Regions from separate parts of the Mus musculus genome. Here region 2 is linked to region 1. A link is a contact called in public Hi-C data. All regions are on one chromosome and are shown on one strand. Each heading gives the region's core, a stretch centred on a gene start, on an enhancer-like site or on the middle of the called end of the contact. The rest is flanking DNA. Distances are from core to core; before and after follow the strand shown.

Region 1 (5,941 bases), core at 481-2,980:
ACAGAGTTTCTTGATGTAGTCCTGGCTGTCATGGAACTCACTCTGTAGATCAGGCTGGCCTCCTTCTCACAGAGATCTGACTGCCTCTGCCTCCCAAGTGCTGGGATTAAAAGTGTTCACTACCACCACCCATCCACATTGGATTTTATATTTCCACTGTTTTATGCACTTACCCACTACCAAAACCACTACCACCAATAAAAAAAACCACGATAGAGTCAGAACTCGGAAACAGCTTGTATTTACTACTTGCATTCATTCCTTCTTCATTTCCTAATGTTAGCTTTTCTTGCTCTCTTTCATATGTTACTGTACCTACGAATATATGTATTCACACACGCAGATGCATTCATGTTAGATTCTGCATGTAAGGAAGAAATGTGGTTTTTCTTCTTCTAAGATTGTGTGACCTTGCTTAATAATATATATTCTAAGTCCATCCATCTTCCTGCAAAATTTGTGATTTCATTTTTCTTTAGAGCTGAACAGTATTCCATATATATATATATATATTATATATGTATACATATATAATTTTATATATACACCAATTTTCCTTGTCCATTTGTCTGTTGATGGGATTGAGGTTGATTTCAGTTCCTTTCTCTCGTGAATAAAGCAATAATAAAGATGAGGGTGAAAACACTTCTATGCTAGGGTATACTCAGAACTGAAATAGGAGATCACATGATAATTCTATTCAAAAGTTTTTTGAGAAATCGTCAAACTGAGTTTCATGACAGCTGCAGTGTTTTGTGGCCCACTAATCGTGGTTGAGGTTCCTTTCCCTGCACATCCTCTCCAACATTTGTTGTCACGTTTATTGATGACCGATAGCCATTGGTGAGACGCTCTGAGAGTAGTTTTAGTCTGCATTCCCTGGAGAGATGGCTCAGTGGTGAAGAGCACTGGCTGCTGTTCCAGAGGTCCTGAGTTCAGTTCCCAGCAACCACATGGTGACTCACAACCATCTGAAATGGGATCTGATGCTCTCTTCTGGTGTGTCTGAAGATAGCTACAGTGTACTTAAATTCATTAAATAAATAAATCTGAAAAAAAAAAACCCACATTGTTTTTTTTAAAGTTATTGGCCATTGTGTTTCTTTTTTTTTTTTTAACAGTGAATATTCAAGTTTATTTACCCACTTGCTAATTGGCAGTGTTATTTCTTTGGTGTTTCATTTCTGCAGTTCTTTGTAAGTTTGGATATTGACTGAGTGTAGCTGGTAGCCCCCATTCTGTGGGCTGTCTGTGGCTACAGCGTTCTTTGCTGTACAGACTTCTCACTTCCCTGTGGCCCCACCTGCTGATACTTGAGGTTGGCTCCTGTGTTGTTATGTTCTGTTCAGAAAGTTCTTCCTATCCCAGTAGTTTAAAAGGTGTTTTCTTTCAAGTTGTAGTGTTTCAAGTTTTAAATTAAGGTCCTTAGTCTGTTTTGTATTGATTTTTATACAAGGTGAAAGGTAAGACTAATTTCATTCTGCTGCAGGTACAGCCAGGAGGGCCAGCACTGTTTGCTGGAGAGGCTGTCCGTTTTCCAGTATGTTTTTGCCTACTTTGTCAAAAATTCAGTGGATACATAGCTTTGTCATTTTATTTCTGGATCTTCTTTTCTATTGCTCTTCCTGTGTGTTTTTATTCCTGCACCAGGCTGTCTTTATGACTATACCCTGTAGTATAACTTGAGATTCCTATGTGTGGGTGGGGTATGTTTGTGCTTGTGTGCACATCTGCCATGCAGCCACGTGGAGATCAGGACAGCCAGTTTTTCTCTTCCCATCATGTAGCTCTCAGTAGTCTAAGTCAAGTCATTAGACTGCGCAGCAAGTGCCTTTCCCCACCAAGACATCTCTCCAGCCCATAACCACATAAATTTATTCATTTTACTTATTTTAAATTTATCTTACTTTGATTTTTAATGTGTATTTGTTTCAGTGTGTATCTGTGTGAATTTATGATATGTTTGTGGGTGCCCAAAGAAGCCAGAACTGGGAATTGGATATTCTGGAACTGGAATTACAGGTGCTTCTGCGGAATCCTAGCTGGGTGCTAGAGAGACCTCAGGCCTTCTGAAGCTCAGCGGGCATTCTGAACTGCTGATCCATCTCTCCAGCCTGGACATTTATTCTAAAGATCAGCTGCTAACCTAGTCAGGAAGTAATGAGGGCTTCCTGTTTTCAGCAAGTTAATTTGAGTGATTTGTACATTCAGAAATTTTTCTTTTGAGTGTAGAATTTAAGCATGCTTGAATTTGAAGTCTCACTGTGGTACTGAATGAAATTTACATATGTATATCACTAGCTTAGAATACTTGTATATATTTAATAAAAGTCAAGGCACTGCTAAGTACCAGGGTCCTTATTCTAAGTTGACTAGTGGCCAGTAGTTTGACATAAGGCAGGTCTTTTCCCACCTAAGGCAGTTTGCTTATGTGTGGATGGCCAACAGCTGACTGATCTTTAACTATGGATTAACTGATGCCAATCCCAAAGGGTTTGTCCTGGGTGGGGAGAAAGGATAAAAGCAAGCTCCTTGATGTACCTCGGTGTTAATAATTGATGTCCTGCTGGAGAGATGGCTCAGCCATTGGAATACTTTTGGCTTTTGCAACAAGTTCAGTTCCTAGCATCTGCATGGTGGCTCAGAACCTTTTGTAACTCCAGTTCAGGGGGATCTGACACCCTGTTCTGGATCTTCAGGGCATCAGAAATGCATGTGTTGCCCACACATACATGTAGACAAAACATTCATAAACATAAAATAATAACTCTAAAAAGAATTTTAAATTGATATCCACCTAGGCCCATAATTTTGGAGGGCACCATGCAATTATTTAGGATTTTTCTTATACATTATACTAAATTATGAATTAACTGCCCAACACTGTCTTGGTTGTATATTGACCCTTAATACTCAGGTAGAACCTCCTTGGGTTGCCCTGTGCATTATCAGCAGTGTGTGTTTCATCATGTACACAGGTGACATGGAGTATGAGCATGATAGCCTGGGCTATCCCAGAGCTCATGCACATTGTCCTTCCCTGATCCTGAGACTTTCCTCATGTGCAGAGCGAGCTAGCAGCGCTACCCTGTGGAGTAAGGACTGTTGTGAGTTGGAGAAATATTTCACTGGGACTGAGGGTGTTAGTCACTTGACAGTGTGAGTAAGAGTTGGAGAGAAGCAGCGTGAGTTAGTACTAGGCTGGGGAGTCAGAGCACAGCGACTGGATGTTTAGGGGTCGGGGCTTACTGAGGTCTATAGGACGGAGTTGTAATCAGTATGACTGGAAGTATTGGTGGGGCCAAGTTATGCATCTGATGAAATTTAGAAAAGGGAATAAACTTAATAAAGAGCTTTTTGTTGTTGTTTATTTGTTTGCTTGCTTGTTTGTTTGGCAGGGGCTCATGTCACCCAGGCTCAACCCATGAGGCCTATAGGCTTGCACCAACCCCAGTTCTTGATTGGTATATGCTATCATCTGCAAATCGAAGCAAATATTCTTTTTATTTTTTTTTCAGGAGAAATGATAAACGTGGTAGGAGAGGCTAAATACATTAGATGGGGCAAGTGTAATTATGTGAATAATCATCTGAAATTAGATTAAGATCATAAGGCACAGGTACAAGGCTCTCTTTTAGGTGAGTGATAAGAGTCTACCAGGCTTGAAAAAGTAAGAAGTATGTGGTGTGATTTACTTTGTGCCTGGCCCTTTAAAGGATCCCCAGTTGCTAGTCACCTGGCCCTTTAAGAGAACTGCTTGACCCTATGGCCTTTGGTTTGGGTTGCCTCTAGAATTCTAGGGATAGGAGAGGATATAAAGAGCCAGCAGAGGCTGAGAGAGGGGAGCCGAGGGTCCAGGTGGCAGGAGAGTAGGGTCAGAGAAGACAGTTGGTTTAGGAAAGGACTGAGTAGGGCTGAGGAGAAAAGACAGTCAGTGTAGAAAGGAGGCTGAGCAGAAGAGAATGGGAACCTGTTGAGCCAGAGACCATATTATTAGGAGACAGTAGAGAGACTAGCAGAGTGACAAGAGACAGTTGGTGACAGCTGAGCCAGGAGAAGCCAAGCTGAGCAGATAGGGTAGAACAGCTGCTATAGTTTGGAGAGGCTACTACTGGGGAAAATGAGAGACGAGACTGTTTAAGCAGACTGTTGGGAAACTGAGGGAGGAATGGCTGAGGAAACATTTGAAGGGGCTGAGCTGGAAACTGGGAGGGGGGCTGGCCTGTAGTTAAGAGAACTGATTGCAGTTTGTAAGAAAGAAGGCATTAAAAGAAACATTAAAAAACACACACATTTTGCAGAAGTATAGTTTCTATTTTGATGGGACTTATATTGCTTATTACTTGAATATGTAATTGGCATCACATACACATGCATGCACATATGCATGCATGTGTATACACACAGACTTTTTGAGATTGTGTTTTACCAAATAGCTCAGTCTTGCTACATACAGACTCTTGTCTCGGCTTCTCTAATGTAGAAATTCCTGGCTTTTACCTACCTACCTCCCCTCCTCCCTGGCTGGGAGAGAGTAAGAGGTAGGTAAGTATGGCTGGCCTCATACTTGGAGAAATCACCTGCCTCTGCCCCTCTGCCCCTCTGCCCCTCTGCCCCTGCCAAGTGCTGGGATTTAAGGTGTACATCAGTGAGGCCTCCCCATACCCCACTCCACCTTTTCTTTAAGTGAAGTTTTTTGGTGTTCATTTTTTGCCTATGAAATGTTTTCATTAATTCTTGGAAGGATCTGACTAATGCTATTTATTCTGTTTCCAGTTTGGCTTTGGTTGAAGGAAGAACTTAGCCTATATGTACTGCTTCATCCACTGGAAGAATGACAGATGACAAAGATGTGCTTCGAGATGTGTGGTTTGGACGAATTCCAACTTGCTTTACTCTCTATCAGGATGAGATAACTGAAAGAGAAGCAGAACCATACTATGTAAGTGTGCAAAGGGGACCTATAACTTCGTCCATTATTTACAATAAAATAAAAGTTTTAGAATGTGGAGGCTGTCACTTTGCGATATTTTCTCCATCCACCCTTCCTTCCTATGTTTCTCTTTCTTTGTTTCTCTTTCTTGTATTCTTTGCTCATATGATACATCCTGACGCAGACTCCCCTCTCTCCCCCTCCTCCTCGCCCGTCCCCTCCCCTCGTCCCTCACTTTACTGTGGGCGGTTAGAAGACTAGGATGGTTACTTGGCTGGTCACGTGCTTACCATGTAAGTGTGACAACCCAAATTAAGCTCCCCAGGACTCACTTGAAACGTGCCATGTGTCATAGTGTGGGCTCTGGGGAGGCAGAGACAGGAGGGTGCCTAGGGGCTAGCTGGTCACCCAGCCCTGCCTTCAAACCAGTGAGCTCCAGATTTAGTGGCGCTCAGTAACGTGAACAGTGGCTGGAGAGATGGCTCAGTGCTTAGAACTTGGCTGCACTTGCAGAGAACCCTGTTTGAGTTCTAAACACCCGTGTGGCACCTCACAGCCATCTGTGACTTTGTGCTGCACATACATGCATGCAGGCAAGACACTCACACACATAAACTCTTTAAAACAAATAAGGTGAAGGGTAATGGAAGAAGACAGCTAACACTGATCTGTGTGGCTACATGTATGTACATGTGTGTGCATGTATGTGCACATGCACCTGATGCACCGTAAATGAATCAATGCAAACAAAAGAGGGCTTGAGAGGCAGCTAAACAGAGAAGTACACATACTGCTCTTGGAGAGGACCCAGGGTCCCAGGATCCATTTTGGCAGCTTACAACCCCCGTAAGCTCTAGTTCTGCTCTTCAAAAGTACCTGTACATACACATAATTAAATAACAGCAATTCTCTAAGATAAATAAATCCCCTCTAATCATGCTACCCACAGTTCAAACACACATGTCACTTTAGACATACTGATATGCGTTCTTTTTTGTGTGCGTGTAG
Region 2 (6,786 bases), core at 3,179-5,678, 720 kb after region 1:
CCAACACAATGAGTCTAAGGAAAATAAGTGGGTTTCACCTAGTGCTCTCCTCAGTACAGTTTAATTCCAGGAGCACTGGAAGCTAAGGAACTCATCAGGCACCTCCGTCAATCACATACATTCAGTAATGAGGGACCCATTCCTTCATTTCAAGATTCCCCCCGCCCCCCGGGGGGGGGGGGCTGGAGAGATGGCTTAGTGGTTAAGAGCACAGTCTGCTCTTCCAGCGGTCCTGAGTTCAAATCCCAGCAACCACATGGCTGGCAGCCATCAGTACATGGGATCCAATGTCTTCTTCAGGTGTGTCTGAATAGAGCAACAGTGTGCTCATACACATAAAATAAATATATTACATTTTTTAAAAAGTTTTTTTTTCTTTTGCTATAACACTAACAGCCCTAGAACAACCTGCCTTTCACCGCAACACCCAAGGCAAGGTTATTAACTCTCCATATTCAAATGGGAATTTCAGGCTATCTGACTCTCTGCTAAGAGCTGGGTGAGATTTCCAGGACAACAATCAGGAAGGAGGAAGGTACTGACTGCCTTAAGGAACCCAGGCAAGAATGAGCTCCAATACTGTCTAGGGCTAGGGTGACAGATGACTTTTAAAAGAAAGGTGATATAACCAGGGAAGCTAAAAAAGGCCTTTAGCCTTAGAAACAAGTGCGTAAAGAAAACAGAATCAGAAATGCTTCTAACCAGAAGAGGACACCTGGCAATGGACCCCTCTTTTTTTTTCCTCTATGTTTTCCTTGTTTCTGGGTCCCCATGATATCTGATTGACTTGTATATATCATTTTGACTACTGAGCACACCTGTGTTTCTCTTTAGAAAGGTGTTATTACCACCACCACCACCACCACCACCACCACCACCACCACCACCCCCCACCCCACCCCCCCCCCCCCCCGCAGACACCACTGAAAATCTCCAAATAAGCTTGTGACAATTAGAGATGATCAAGACCAGCAAAGAGGACAGAATAGAAGTCCCAGCCAGTGTCCTAGGAGCCTGGCCACTACAGAGGACGCCCCTCTGGCTGACAGGTCCATCAGCAGGGTGCAGAGTTGATCTTCAGGCCCGCCTTGCAGAGCTGAAGGACTATAGCAAGGCCACCGGATATATTTTATATGGCTGTCTCATGACCTCCAGGCATCGTGAGAGACTCTCAGTAGTTTTTTAAAGATGGGCAAACTGTGCTGTGTCCAGGAAAAACCAACTTCGGTGGGCTTATTGTTTTCGCTGAGGCCATTACTTTCCCGCCCACATCTTTCATTGCCTCTCCGGTGTTTCTGTGAGACAAAGAAGCCAGCTGAGACTTCCACAAAGGAGAATGCAGGGAAAGGGGGCTGAATACCTTGAGCAAGAATAGCTTGGAAGGAGCCAAAAGTGGAAAAGGAAGTCTAATTCTGGCCTGGTCCGGTGGGGAGAAAAAAGTTTTTTGAGAAATGTAAACAAATCAGGAAATCCTGGCACTCACTTTAGTTCCGGTCTGGGGAGAGAGCCGCTCACTCGGGTCCTTTCCCGAGGAGCAAGCTGCTGTTTGTGAATGAAATCCAGATAAAATTATTCATTGAGCTCTGCCAGCCCCGCAGTTTCCAGCTTTCCTTTAGCCTATGGCATAGCTTAAACCTTAAAATAATAATAATAAAAAAACCATATGCGTGTTATTAACTCTCCATATTCAAATGGAAATTTCAGGCTATCATAAATCTCCTTTCTGATGTAAATTCCTCTCTGCAGAGCTCGCTGCAGGAAAGCCATTGTATCTGAGTAATCTAAACTTGAAAGAGAATTTTTGTTAAACCAGTTATGATAGGGGAAACATGTTTTTCACTGAGTCGAAAGATTAAAGTTGGTTGTAAAAAGGGGTGGGGGCTGAGGGAGAATTATTGGTTGCCCAACTAATGATTAGATACAGAACTTCAAGGAGAAATTAAGAGCACAAAAGAGAGTCACACAGATAAGTGAAAACAGCTCCAAAGATATTAAATACAAGAGTCGAGGTTTAGCTGAGGTTGTAATCTCTCTTCCCATAGTCATCTCTGCTAAGCCATCCTCTCTACCCCATTCGATTTCCCCAGGACAGACTGCTGCAGCACACATCTGCAGGTTGGAATATCTAGTTTCTCTCTCTCTCTCTCTCTCTCTCTCTCTCTCTCTCTCTCTCTCTCTCTCTCTCTCTCGTGTGTGTGTCTTTCTCATGTCTTCTTCCGTATGTCCCTCCCTTTGAGTCTGTCTGTCTCTCTGTGTGTCTTTTTATCTGTCTCTCCCTGTGTGGTGTTTCTATCTCTGTCTCTCTGTCTCTTTGTCTCTCTGACTCTGTCTCCCCTCTCCCCTCTCCCCTCTCCCCTCTCCCCTCTCCCCTCTCCCCTCTCCCCTCTCCTACATCTTGGTAATCACTCTACGGACTTTTTAGCCCAGAAGAATGTAGACACAAGAGGAGAAAAAGAGATATACCCCCTCCTTTAAAAAACAAGACAAAATAAAACACATTGTGACTGGTTTCTTTCAAAGCATGCTTTCTCAGCACTATATACCCTCATCTCAAGCTAACCCCACTAGCTCTCTTGATTTGTTACCCTCAGCCATTCTGCCACCCTTCCTGTCCTTGCAAACCTAGAAACATTTTTAAGGTTTTTCATTTCAAAGACCTCAGCAGGCAGCAGTAAGGACATAGTCACAAGCTAACAGTGTGGGTCTGTGGTATAGTATATGCTTAATCATGCACAAGGCTCTGGATTCCATTTCTACCACCATATACACAGAAAAGAATCCATATCCGTGTATTAAGAGCTATGGGGAAAAAAATTAAAGTATTTCTTCGCACAGCCTGACCAGGAGAGGTTTACAGATGAGAAACAAGTTTCTCTTGGGAAGGGTGGACTAGAGATCTTGAAAAGGCCTCTATTTGACTCTCCTCCAGGCATCCGACCTCAGCCCTAGTACTGGTGTGTTTGCACAGAAACCTCCAGAAAGGACCTCAGCTCTCAAGACAAAAGCTTTCTCGATGAACTTTGAAGAACATGGTTCATAAATACAAGAAAGAAAAAAAAAAATCCCTCTGCATCACTGTGAAGAACTGACTCTGTTCCAAAATGAATTTATGATGAAAAGAAATATTTAAATTGAAATTAAAATATTAACATCAGGGCAAGGCCTGACTCATACAGCTATACCACAAACACTCTGAATACTTTCACATATCCCTGAAGTTAATGTATTCATATTTAGATTTGCAATATTGTGCTTTAGAATAATTTTAGTACAAAAATACCAAACTAGTCTCTTATAGCTTTGAATCTAGTCTAGTCACACACACACACACACACACAAGCAGTGTCACCCTGATCTCTTATTTAATGCTCAACATTCAAGGTACACAATTTAATGTTCATTGTGGATTGTCCATAGATTTATGATGGCTGTAGAGATGTTCATAAAATCTGAGCTATGCAAGGCTTTCGGCATCTGTCTCATTTTTATCAGAACCATAAAAATCATCACCCTCTTGTTCCTAGTCAGTCTTTCCTGCTAGATAATATAAACCAGAGAAAAATAACGTTGTATCTGAGTGTCTACTTTAAGTAGACTCTGTTGCAGAGGTGTGTGTGTGTGTGTGTGTGTGTGTGTGTGTGTGTGTGTGTGTCTGTCTGTCTGTCTGTCTGTCTGTCTGTCTGTCTGTGTATACAGAATAGTGATGGTATGTCTGGAAATGGAGAGAGAAGAATATTGAATTAAACTACATATGTTTGAGGATTAAACAGGCTCTGTACGAAGCTCTTCCTAGTACCAACTGTCTTATGAACCAGAACGATGCTGCTGTGGGGCACCACTCGTTTTAGCCATGCGCTGACCTGTCCTACGCAGGAGCACAGTCTCTCAAGTGTACACAGAGAGGGGAAGCAGGTGCTTCGACTCCCCAGCATCTGGTTTAAATGACCACAATGCTGAGAGCACCTGCAGCCAGCATTTCAGCCAAGTCTGGCCTCCCATTGTATTCAACTGTTCTTTCTGCCTTAAGCAAAAAAGGCATTGTTTATCTGATTTGCCAAAGGATCTCCGGGGAGGTGGAGAAAGACCGGACAAACAAAGCTAAAACTGAGCGCCAGTGGACCGCACGGGAGGATCTTGATTATTTGTGACTATCCACGGGGATCTTTCATCCTGACTAAACAGAGAGAGAGAGAGGAGGGGGCCCCACGGGGACATAGAGAGACAGACAGAGACAGAGAGAAAATATCAGCTGCATTTGGTGCTGCGGGTTTAAGAGCAGAGCAGAGAATAATCTTACTGAGAAGGTGGAGCTGTAGTTTGTGTGCTAAATGTTCAGTCTATGCACTTTCCACGTTCCTAGTTTAGAGCAACTACGCACTGAGAGAGCTGACTGCCTCTAAACGATGTCAAAAGCAGTAGTAACCTTGGTTCAGACTTTTCAAATCAAGGTATGAAGAGCAAATAAAACTGACCCACGGAGGGGGGGGCAGTTAGAGGGGGGGACAAAAACCAAAACCCAAAACAAACCTGTGGTCGATGTGTTAGAACCAAAATAAAATGACCAGTCGTATTTTCAAGAACACGGAAAATAAAGTCTTCCTGCGTAGTGTTTGCTTAGTAAATAATTCTGTGGAGCCCCTTTATTTCCTTTTTTCTTTTCTTTTCTTTGTGTAGAGCCCCAACTAGTGGGAGATTGGAAAACTGCACCTGAAGAGAGGCCATTTAAATGGAGGTGACCATTGGACTTCCGGCCAGCATATGAGCACTTTAGGACAAGGCTGATTTTCAGGTGTGAGACTGCAGACAGGTGCTAAGAGGGGAGGGTTGTGAAACTGCCTTCTTCTTAACTTTCTGCATGCTAAAGGGCAACCTGGCGCCGAGGAAAGCAAACACACTCTCTGGCATGTGAAATGACTCAGTGCACTCTAGCTACAGCTAATTCGAGAAAGGAAAATAAATTCTGAGTTCAGAACTTATATGCCTCAAAGATCTTTTTTAAAAGAAAGGGGACAACATCCTGTAACCGAAAAGAAAAAAGAAAAAACTGCACAGGCTGGAGGAAAAAGAGCCGGTTTCACATGTTAAATGAGAATTCAGTTAGAAATATTTTTACCCAGTTGGTAGTTTTTACTGAGAAGAGATAAGAATGTGCTGTGTTGTGATAAGAGGAGCTAGCTGTAGGTAGACCAGCAGGCCGGAGGCCATCATGCAGGAGAGATCAGAACTTCAATGAAGAATGAGACAGAAACGCCTAGAAAAGTGGGGTGTACTGTTCTGAACTCAGAATTTATTTTCCTTTCTTAAATTAGCATAGACAGAGTGTGCTGACTCATTTCACTTGCTAGAGAGTGTGTTTGTTTTCTAAGGGGACTGAATCTCAGGAGCTGCTGGGATTTTAAGTTTGTTTCTTTGTTTCTTCTTCCATCCTTTCAAAAACTCTCATTCTGCTCAATTGTTTTTAAAATAATGTTTCCTTTGACAAAAAGTGGCAATAAAATGCAGACAGCCTGGAAAGGCTATTAAAGAAATAATCCACGATGAGTTCATTAATTAAAGTATAAGAATGTGCATCAGGGGTTGTCATGCAGGCTTCAGGGTGTTTGTGGAACTCCCTAACAAGAAAGATCTATAGTGTGTGTGTGTGTGTGTGTGTGTGTGTGTGTTTCTGAATTCTCAAAGAATCCCATAAAAAACAAACAAACAAACAAACAAATCCAACTACACAGGAATCTGCACATAGACAAAAACCAACCACATTGTCATAGATGTGCCTCAGAGTGGTCTGACTTCAGAGACTGCATAGAAAAGCCCCACAGAGTCATCAAGCCATGTCTAGGGCATCTCACAGAGCAGATGCTAACCTCCAGAGTCACAGGCTTCCCTGTGCATTGTGCACTAGAATAAAGGTGTGGTGGGTGTCCTGCTTATACCTTGAGGGCATATGGGTGCACACAGTCCTCATCAGCTGCAGGGATGAACAACTCGCTCTCACCACTTCCCTCCATGTGAATGTACAAAAGGCCACTTATGCTCAAAATTTGAACATAGTAGTAATTATTTTTTTTTATCCCCACAGATTAGCCAGTAAAATTCAGAATTTAACCACAACAACAGAAATACCTTTAACTTTTAGGAGTCAAACACCTACTCAGTATACACAGTTGTTACAAAATATCAATTCAAGGGAGTTTTCTCTGCCACTTAAAGTTTATGGTGATTATTAAATAAACAGACCTTTGCTTCATTTGAAAAGGGATTTGTTTAAATACTACTTATTTGAAGATCATTAAGTCTCTGGAGTTCAAGGATATCGAGGGTGGTGACTGCCTCCCGGAGCTATCTAACTTCTTTTATGATGTCAGCTTTCCCAGAGATTTTATTTAACAAATGACTTCACTGTGGAGAAAAGCTGTCATATTAATCTATCTGTCCTAGCCTTCACCTTCCAGCCTCACTGTGATCATGTAAGAGAAGTCTGAGGGGTAAAGAGAGAACCCACACTACCCATTAGCAGTCCCCTGTCAGGTGGCACGTGATCCTGTGTCAGCACACTCGGCTCCTCAGCTGCGGACTCCCTGGTCTTTCCTTCTCAGACAGACACCACCATGATTGAAGTTTACAAAAGGCAAGCTGTACAGGGCATCTGACACTCTGCAAAGCTTGCCACCTTTTCTGTTTTCTGTTTATCTTTCCCTTTGCCAGAGTCTGTAAGAAGCTTTCATGGCTGAGAAAGTAAGTCTTTGAGTCATAAGAACAAGGTGAAGGTATTTAGAGGGAAAAAAAGCT

Evidence for each region. A called contact is a pair of places that touch in the nucleus more often than the background predicts.
Region 2: a Hi-C map of B cells shows a contact between it and region 1, with 2.3 times the contacts expected there. The contact joins two enhancer-like sites. A contact is called at or near these places in 22 of 39 promoter capture datasets (the 3T3-L1 cell line, the C10 cell line, the HPC-7 cell line and 13 more), 2 of 15 datasets of contacts at CTCF or cohesin (embryonic stem cells and large pre-B cells), 101 of 484 Hi-C or Micro-C datasets (3T3-L1-derived adipocytes, the AML12 cell line, B cells and 63 more), 22 of 115 datasets of contacts at active chromatin or transcription factors (the 230-238 cell line, the SCID.adh cell line, astrocytes and 17 more) and 1 of 9 other capture datasets (liver).

Annotation. Positions count from the first base shown.
Region 1 is chr10:44,281,256-44,287,196 of GRCm38.p6, forward strand. It overlaps Atg5 (autophagy related 5), which reads left to right. Exons shown (of 8, transcript NM_053069.6): 2 at 4,777-4,942. The coding sequence starts at 4,835. Among named protein-coding and RNA genes, the nearest start is that of Atg5, 16 kb to the left of the region's middle. Within about 2 kb of position 1,731, at least 7 of the 459 cell types and tissues checked have an H3K27ac peak or open chromatin away from gene starts, as enhancers often do. A contact at or near this core is called in B cells and liver, where this site is marked.
Region 2 is chr10:44,996,318-45,003,103 of GRCm38.p6, forward strand. No RefSeq gene overlaps it. Among named protein-coding and RNA genes, the nearest start is that of Gm40639, 25 kb to the right of the region's middle. Within about 2 kb of position 4,429, at least 127 of the 459 cell types and tissues checked have an H3K27ac peak or open chromatin away from gene starts, as enhancers often do. A contact at or near this core is called in B cells and liver, where this site is marked.